2 separate regions of the Triticum aestivum genome follow, and region 1 is linked to region 2. A link is a contact called in public Hi-C data. All regions are on one chromosome and are shown on one strand. Each heading gives the region's core, a stretch centred on a gene start, on an enhancer-like site or on the middle of the called end of the contact. The rest is flanking DNA. Distances are from core to core; before and after follow the strand shown.

Region 1 (2,946 bases), core at 339-2,838, 44 kb after region 2:
ACGCAACGGCCAATGCGCACGGATCTTTCACCCGACGGAAGATAATGATTCATACGTGCTAATTAACCTGGTTCTGTTGGAAGTCTGAATATTTGGCCTGGAAACAATGCTGTTAAAACAAAACTAAGAACCTGCGACAAACCTGGGCTGGGCGCCTGAAGTTTGGCACGCACGTCCGCACGTTTGCTTCGCCGCGCCCCCGTCCCGCCAAACCGGAGCACGATCCCTCGAAAGCCATGGCATGGGGCGCCCCGCGGCCGCTCGCTTCCACGTTTCTTTCTCCCGGTCCCGGGAACGACGGCGCCTCACCTCACCTCATCCCACGCCATTTCCGTCGCCCCGCCCAAAACGCGACCGCTGCCGCCAAAAGAAGCGCGCGGCCGTGAAAACAATTTGCCAAACAGAACGTGGTAAATTAAGATCGTGGCGCCCGTGAGCCCGAGGCGCTGGCTGGTTTCGCGGGGCTACGTACGTAGTACTCCTACGTGCCTACGAGGGCGCCGTCGGCCGAACCGGCGCGACAAGCGCGCCGCCATTGGCGACGGGCGTGGCCGGCCTGTTCTTTGCGCGGTCGTTGCGGAATCTATCGACCCATGCAGCGGCGGTCCGCAAGAATCCGAGGAGAAAAGGTTCCCATCCCTCGTACGCCAGCGCATCTGGGCGACCGGACGAATTGTTGCATCTGTATCTGCATGCCACTCTCGGGCTCACTCACTCTCGTCGGCGCACGGCACGCACGTACATTCACGTCTGGACTGGCATGGCATGGCACGGCACGAACGCGACGCACGAACGGGCACTCCGTTACCGGTTTACCACACGCAGTACACCTGGCCGCGGCCCGAGAGGCGAGCCGGACACGAATTCAATGTGGCCGCTGGACAGCGCGGTGACATGAGACGAGTACAAACTCCTGGGGCCCGACGCGGGTCTCGTGACGCACAAGCTTCTTCGTCGCGCACGCCAACGCGGCAGTAATTTAATCACCACCACAAATAAGTATCACCCGAATGGTGGCATTTCGGTGGGGGCACGCTGGTTTCCGCGTGAAACCACTTCCGTGAATGGTCCTCTTAATAACGCGCTGATCTGCCTATAGATCGCACGTTCGATTCGGTCCGGTGCCTTGGTGTGAACCCCATGCAACTTTCCGCTGTTCATACGATGTTGTTTCGTCGCACACCCAACACTGCAACCAAAATCACGACATTGCGAACGCGACGCCAGACAATTATTGGTGCCATTTCCAGAGGCAAAAGTCACATGAGTTGAGCTGAGGCTCAGCCAGAAGGGGTGACAGACACGACGCGGCGAGGTGAGGTGAAACTGAAACCTCTCCGCCAGACGTTGCGCATGAGGGGGGAGCCGTAAAGCGCAGCGCGAAAAGAGCTGGTTATTTTGGCCAGGTTACCATACTTAACCCGGCCGGTTAGAAACGCGGCCCCGAGGAGGCGCACAACAAACACGCCGGCGCCACCACCACCGCAAACGCAATGGTAACCTTTTACACTTTTGAACAAATCGCCCGGTAAATTTTGCCCCCCCCCCTACCCTCTCTTTATAAACCACCCGCACATCCGCCCCTTTGACCTCCACATCGGCTCGCCGTCCGTCCTTGACATTCCCCCTCCCCCACCCCGCCGCTTTTCTCCGCCGTCCGTCCGTCCGTCCGGTGAGATAAATACGCTTTGTGAGGAGTGAGAAGCATTAGCGGCAGGAGAGGCAGAGGGAGCCATCACCCGGTACGTGTTGGGCGTAATTATCTCTTCCCCGAGCGGCGATTTCTGGCCTCCGTCCCCCGCCTTCGCGCGCGCCTATAATATTCGGGTAGGGGGTCGTTCCGTCCACGCTTCACGCAGAGGAGTTGGTTCCTTCTTCCTTGGGCGGAAATGGCGGAGGAGCACCACGGCGCCGGCGCCGGCTTCTGGCTGCCGGACGAGTTCCTCGACGACGACTTCTTCTCCGACGAGAAGGCGGCGGCCGCCGCGGCGGCGGCGGCGGCCAGGAGCGACAGCGACGACGAGGACGGGCTCGAAGGGCTCTCGCGCCGCGTGGCCGCCCTCGACTGCGACGCCGGCGACCGCGCCATTCCCAAGGTTGGTTTTCGGTTGCCGGACTCTCGTCTCCTCGTCTCGTCGCTTCTTGGCCTGGTTTGGGTTGGCATCCCTGTTTGTTGTCTTTGGAAGCATCTGATTGGTTGTTGTTTCTCTCTGTCTCTGCGTGTCTCGCGCTCCAGGCGGAGGTGATGTCTGGGTCTCCGCAGTCCACGCTCTGCGTGCTGCAGGCCTCCGGGGAGGACAGCCCCACCGGCGGCGGCTCGCAGGTCAGCTCGCCGCCGTCCTCGCCGCTGGAGCAGCGGCCGGCCGACCCATGGGACCTCCTGCACGAGGCCGCCGGGCAGGTGGCCCGCCTCGGCGTGGACAGCATCCCCGTGCCTGTTGTTAACCCTCCTCCCATCCACGGCGCCGGCGTCGCGCCGCCGGCGAGGAAGCCCTCTCCGCCGCTGCTTCCCTCCCCAAAGCCCGTCGGCCCTTACCAGTACCCGCCGAACAACTCGCTCGCACAGCGCCAGGCCCAAGTCGCTCGTGTGAGTTCCTCTGTCTTCTCATGCACCGTGCCGGCCAACTCTTGCGCTTCGTTTCTCGCCGGAGTGATTATTCTCTGACGTTTTGTATGGTTTCGGGTTTCAGTTCCATCTCCTGAAGCAGCAGCAGCTGATGAAGCACCAGCGGGAGCAGCAGCTGGCGATGGCGGCGGCCATGGCGTGGGGTTCCGCCGACGTCGGGCCGCTCGGGCTGAGCCCCTCGGCCTGGCCGCCGCTGCAGAAGTCCCCGCACCACGCCCCACCGTCCGCGGCCGGCATGCGCGCCGTGTTCCTCACCCCTCCGGGGGCCAAGCGCGAGTGCACCGGCACCGGCGTGTTCATCCCCCGGCAGGCCGGCGCGC
Region 2 (2,966 bases), core at 388-2,887:
TTTGATATTTTAGGATAAATTGACTACTATGGTATTGTAGGCAAAAAAACTTTTGCAAGTACAATTTTTGTGAATAGTAAGCTTAATATAGTATTGGTTTTGTTTTTATTTGTTCAAAATACAACGAAGTCATTTTGCGGCGAAACTTTACATGTGAGTAATACACTAAACAATGCTTTCTCCAAAAACGATTCACTTTTTAACCATTTTTTGTTCGGGTTCTTCTAGACCCAGGTACCATTATATATTTTCCATAAACATTTCTTAAAAATGTGTTGGACTATTTGAAATTAAATGGGCATTTTAAGAAAATCGAATAATAGTTAAACACTTTCAAATTTACATGAGACACTTTTATGAAACTTTGTGAATTCTTTAATGAAACTGTATTGTTTTTTAAAGAAATAATAGATAGATTTCTAAACAAATACCTGATTTATCAATGAGTTAATATCATATTGAAAAAATTGTTCACTCTGTATTTTTAAAAAATGTTCATTGTTTATTTGGTGGCGGAGGATGTGTGGGTGGGGATTGCATGCACTCAAGAAAATACAGTTGCACTAAAATATAAAATAAAAAGCAAAAAATAGAATACAAAAAGGAAAGAAAATTCCGTGCAAAAAGAAGAAAGAACCAAACAGATACCTTAATAATCTCATCTAATCCGTGAAAACTAAAAAAGAAATAAAAATTATATAAACTATCAAAAAGGACGTAGCTAAAGGCCCGCAAACGCACCTAGCCCGGGAGATGGATTTTCTGAGCACAAACACTTGAGTGCGCTCACGAGCAGCATAAAGTTGGTAAGTTTTCTTCGGCTCACGGAAGCTCAAGGTGAATCATGTTATTGGTTTATTTTTTTTATTTTTTTTGCGAGAGTGATTATCAGTTCCATTTTGACTGAAATGGAATTGAGAGCTAATACTACAAAAATCGTTACATTTGTCGCCCGTACCCTTTCGTCTTACACGAGGCACACAAGAGGCAACTAGGGTTTCCTGCCTCCCGTCGGCGCCGCCGGTCTACTTCGTCTTCGTTGACCTTAGGGTTACAGAGACGCAATGGACCTCATCCCTTGCTAGCAGGAAGGCTCCTGCTTCATTTTTCAAGTAATGTTTTAGTTTGGTTAGGGTTTATGTTTTATTTAGGAAGACGAGATGGCGATGAGGGTTCACTAAAGATGGAATAAGATTTTATCTGGTCATCGGAGGACGTGTGAAGAAGTGTCTTCCACAGACCATGCACAAACCTTCTACTTGTGGTTGTAGTGATAGTTGGAGATAAGACGCTAAATCTGCGTACAAGAAAAGCGTCGTGTGGTAGGCGAGACGGACGAGCCGCGAGCCGTCGCATCATGCGTCTCCGTCTCCGTCGAGGTACGACGGTCGCTCACCGGTTCAACTTGGCCATCATCGTGCGTGTGGGCTTCAACGGCCGTCATCCTCACTCAGGTCAACGTCGCGGCATTTGGATCCGGCGAGCTGCTCCGGCTGAAGATAGTTAATGCTTGACGCGCACCGCCGGTCTCCGGCGTCGCTGTCGGCGGAAAACCGGTGGCCAATCATCCGAGCTCGTGCTCGCCGGCTAGTCACCGGTGAGTTAGGTTGCCGGATGGGTAAGCTCGCACCCACCGCGGTTAAGCTTGCTGGGTCGCCCACGCAACGGGCCGTGGCCGTGCCTTCTCGAAACGCGTGACGTGATGTATGCCTACGGATGGTCATGAAATTTGAACGACCGAATGCGACCAATGATTTGTTGTACGACGAGCCATCTTGGATCGGTTATCACGTCGTGATCTCTCCCCTGCTGATTGTTGGTGAGTTGCGTGGCTGATCGTGGGACGGGTCGGTGTTGGTGGCGTCCGTATGGTGCTGGACAGGACAGGATAACGTGTTTTCGTAACCAAATTGTGGAGCGTGATGCGCACGACGGGCGTGCGGTCTCTGCGGGTGCAACAGCTCTGAGGGTGCTGGTCTCCCCACCTTCCGGTGTTTCTGTCGTATTAGTGCGGCTTAACTTATTGTCATTGCACGAGTGGTGGTTTAGAGTAATGTAAGACTTGAGTCGCACTTCAGCTTGACGTTTGTTGACGAGGAATTCGTTTCTTTCTCAACTGCTGTGTTCAGCATACGTGCGGAGAACCTGGGAGCCATTGGGTGCTTTTTTTTGTGGGGGGGGGGGGGGGGGGGGGGGGGGATTAAAACACTTGTATTACTCAGACATCAAGTACTTACAAGGGTCTGTTTAGGACACATCTAAATATGACCTGATGTTCACTTTATTTGTGATCTATTTTTTTATTTTATTTTATTTTTTGTTTTCTTGTTGATGCATTATATATTTGTGGGAGTTTAGATGTGACATCCTTAAAAAAACATTTAAATATGAATTAGACAAACTGTTCTTACAATCCTCCGACACCAAATCAAGGACCCTCGAAGGGCCCGAGCCAATCCAAGTAACTGTTCTACCTTCTACTCTTGCGAAATTTGCTAAACAATCACTAGCCTTGTTTTGACTATGAAAAACATGGGTAATGCTAGTTTCCCTGAGACTCCTCAGGTGCTTTATTTCCATCACAATAGCTGCATAGACAGTTCGGTCTATTCCAGGATCTTTTACTAGCGCAATCGCCTCAAGGGAATCCATCTCAATGACAATCAGGGACTCGCACCATTGTAGAGCAAAAGACAGCCCTTCCATACACGCACTTAGCTCCGTCTCCGGTGCATCGCGGCACACATGTAAGTGTCTACAAGCAGAAAAAATGATTTTGCCCGAACCATCACGTACTATCATACCAGCGCCCGCTCTCCCATTAGTACCAAAAGATCCATCCGAATTTAACTTCACCCAATCTGGCTGGGGTGGAGACCAGGGCAACTGTATATTCCCCAAGGGAGCATGAGATATAGGAGGCGCATAAGATATGCTTTGCTTCCCTTTTGCCGGGTCAAAATTAG

What was found. Hi-C and Micro-C count contacts between places; a contact is called where the count stands out from the background.
Region 1: a Hi-C map of leaf shows a contact between it and region 2, with 2.5 times the contacts expected there. The contact joins the promoter of LOC123062600 here to the enhancer-like site in region 2. A contact is called at or near these places in 2 of 5 Hi-C or Micro-C datasets (both in leaf).

Annotation. Positions count from the first base shown.
Region 1 is chr3A:613,728,531-613,731,476 of IWGSC CS RefSeq v2.1, forward strand. It overlaps LOC123062600, which reads left to right and starts at 1,589. Exons shown (of 5, transcript XM_044486178.1): 1 at 1,589-2,096; 2 at 2,237-2,587; 3 at 2,691-2,946. The coding sequence starts at 1,890.
Region 2 is chr3A:613,684,589-613,687,554 of IWGSC CS RefSeq v2.1, forward strand. No RefSeq gene overlaps it. Among protein-coding and RNA genes, the nearest start is that of LOC123062600, 44 kb to the right of the region's middle. Within about 2 kb of position 1,638, at least 2 of the 8 cell types and tissues checked have an H3K27ac peak or open chromatin away from gene starts, as enhancers often do. A contact at or near this core is called in leaf, where this site is marked.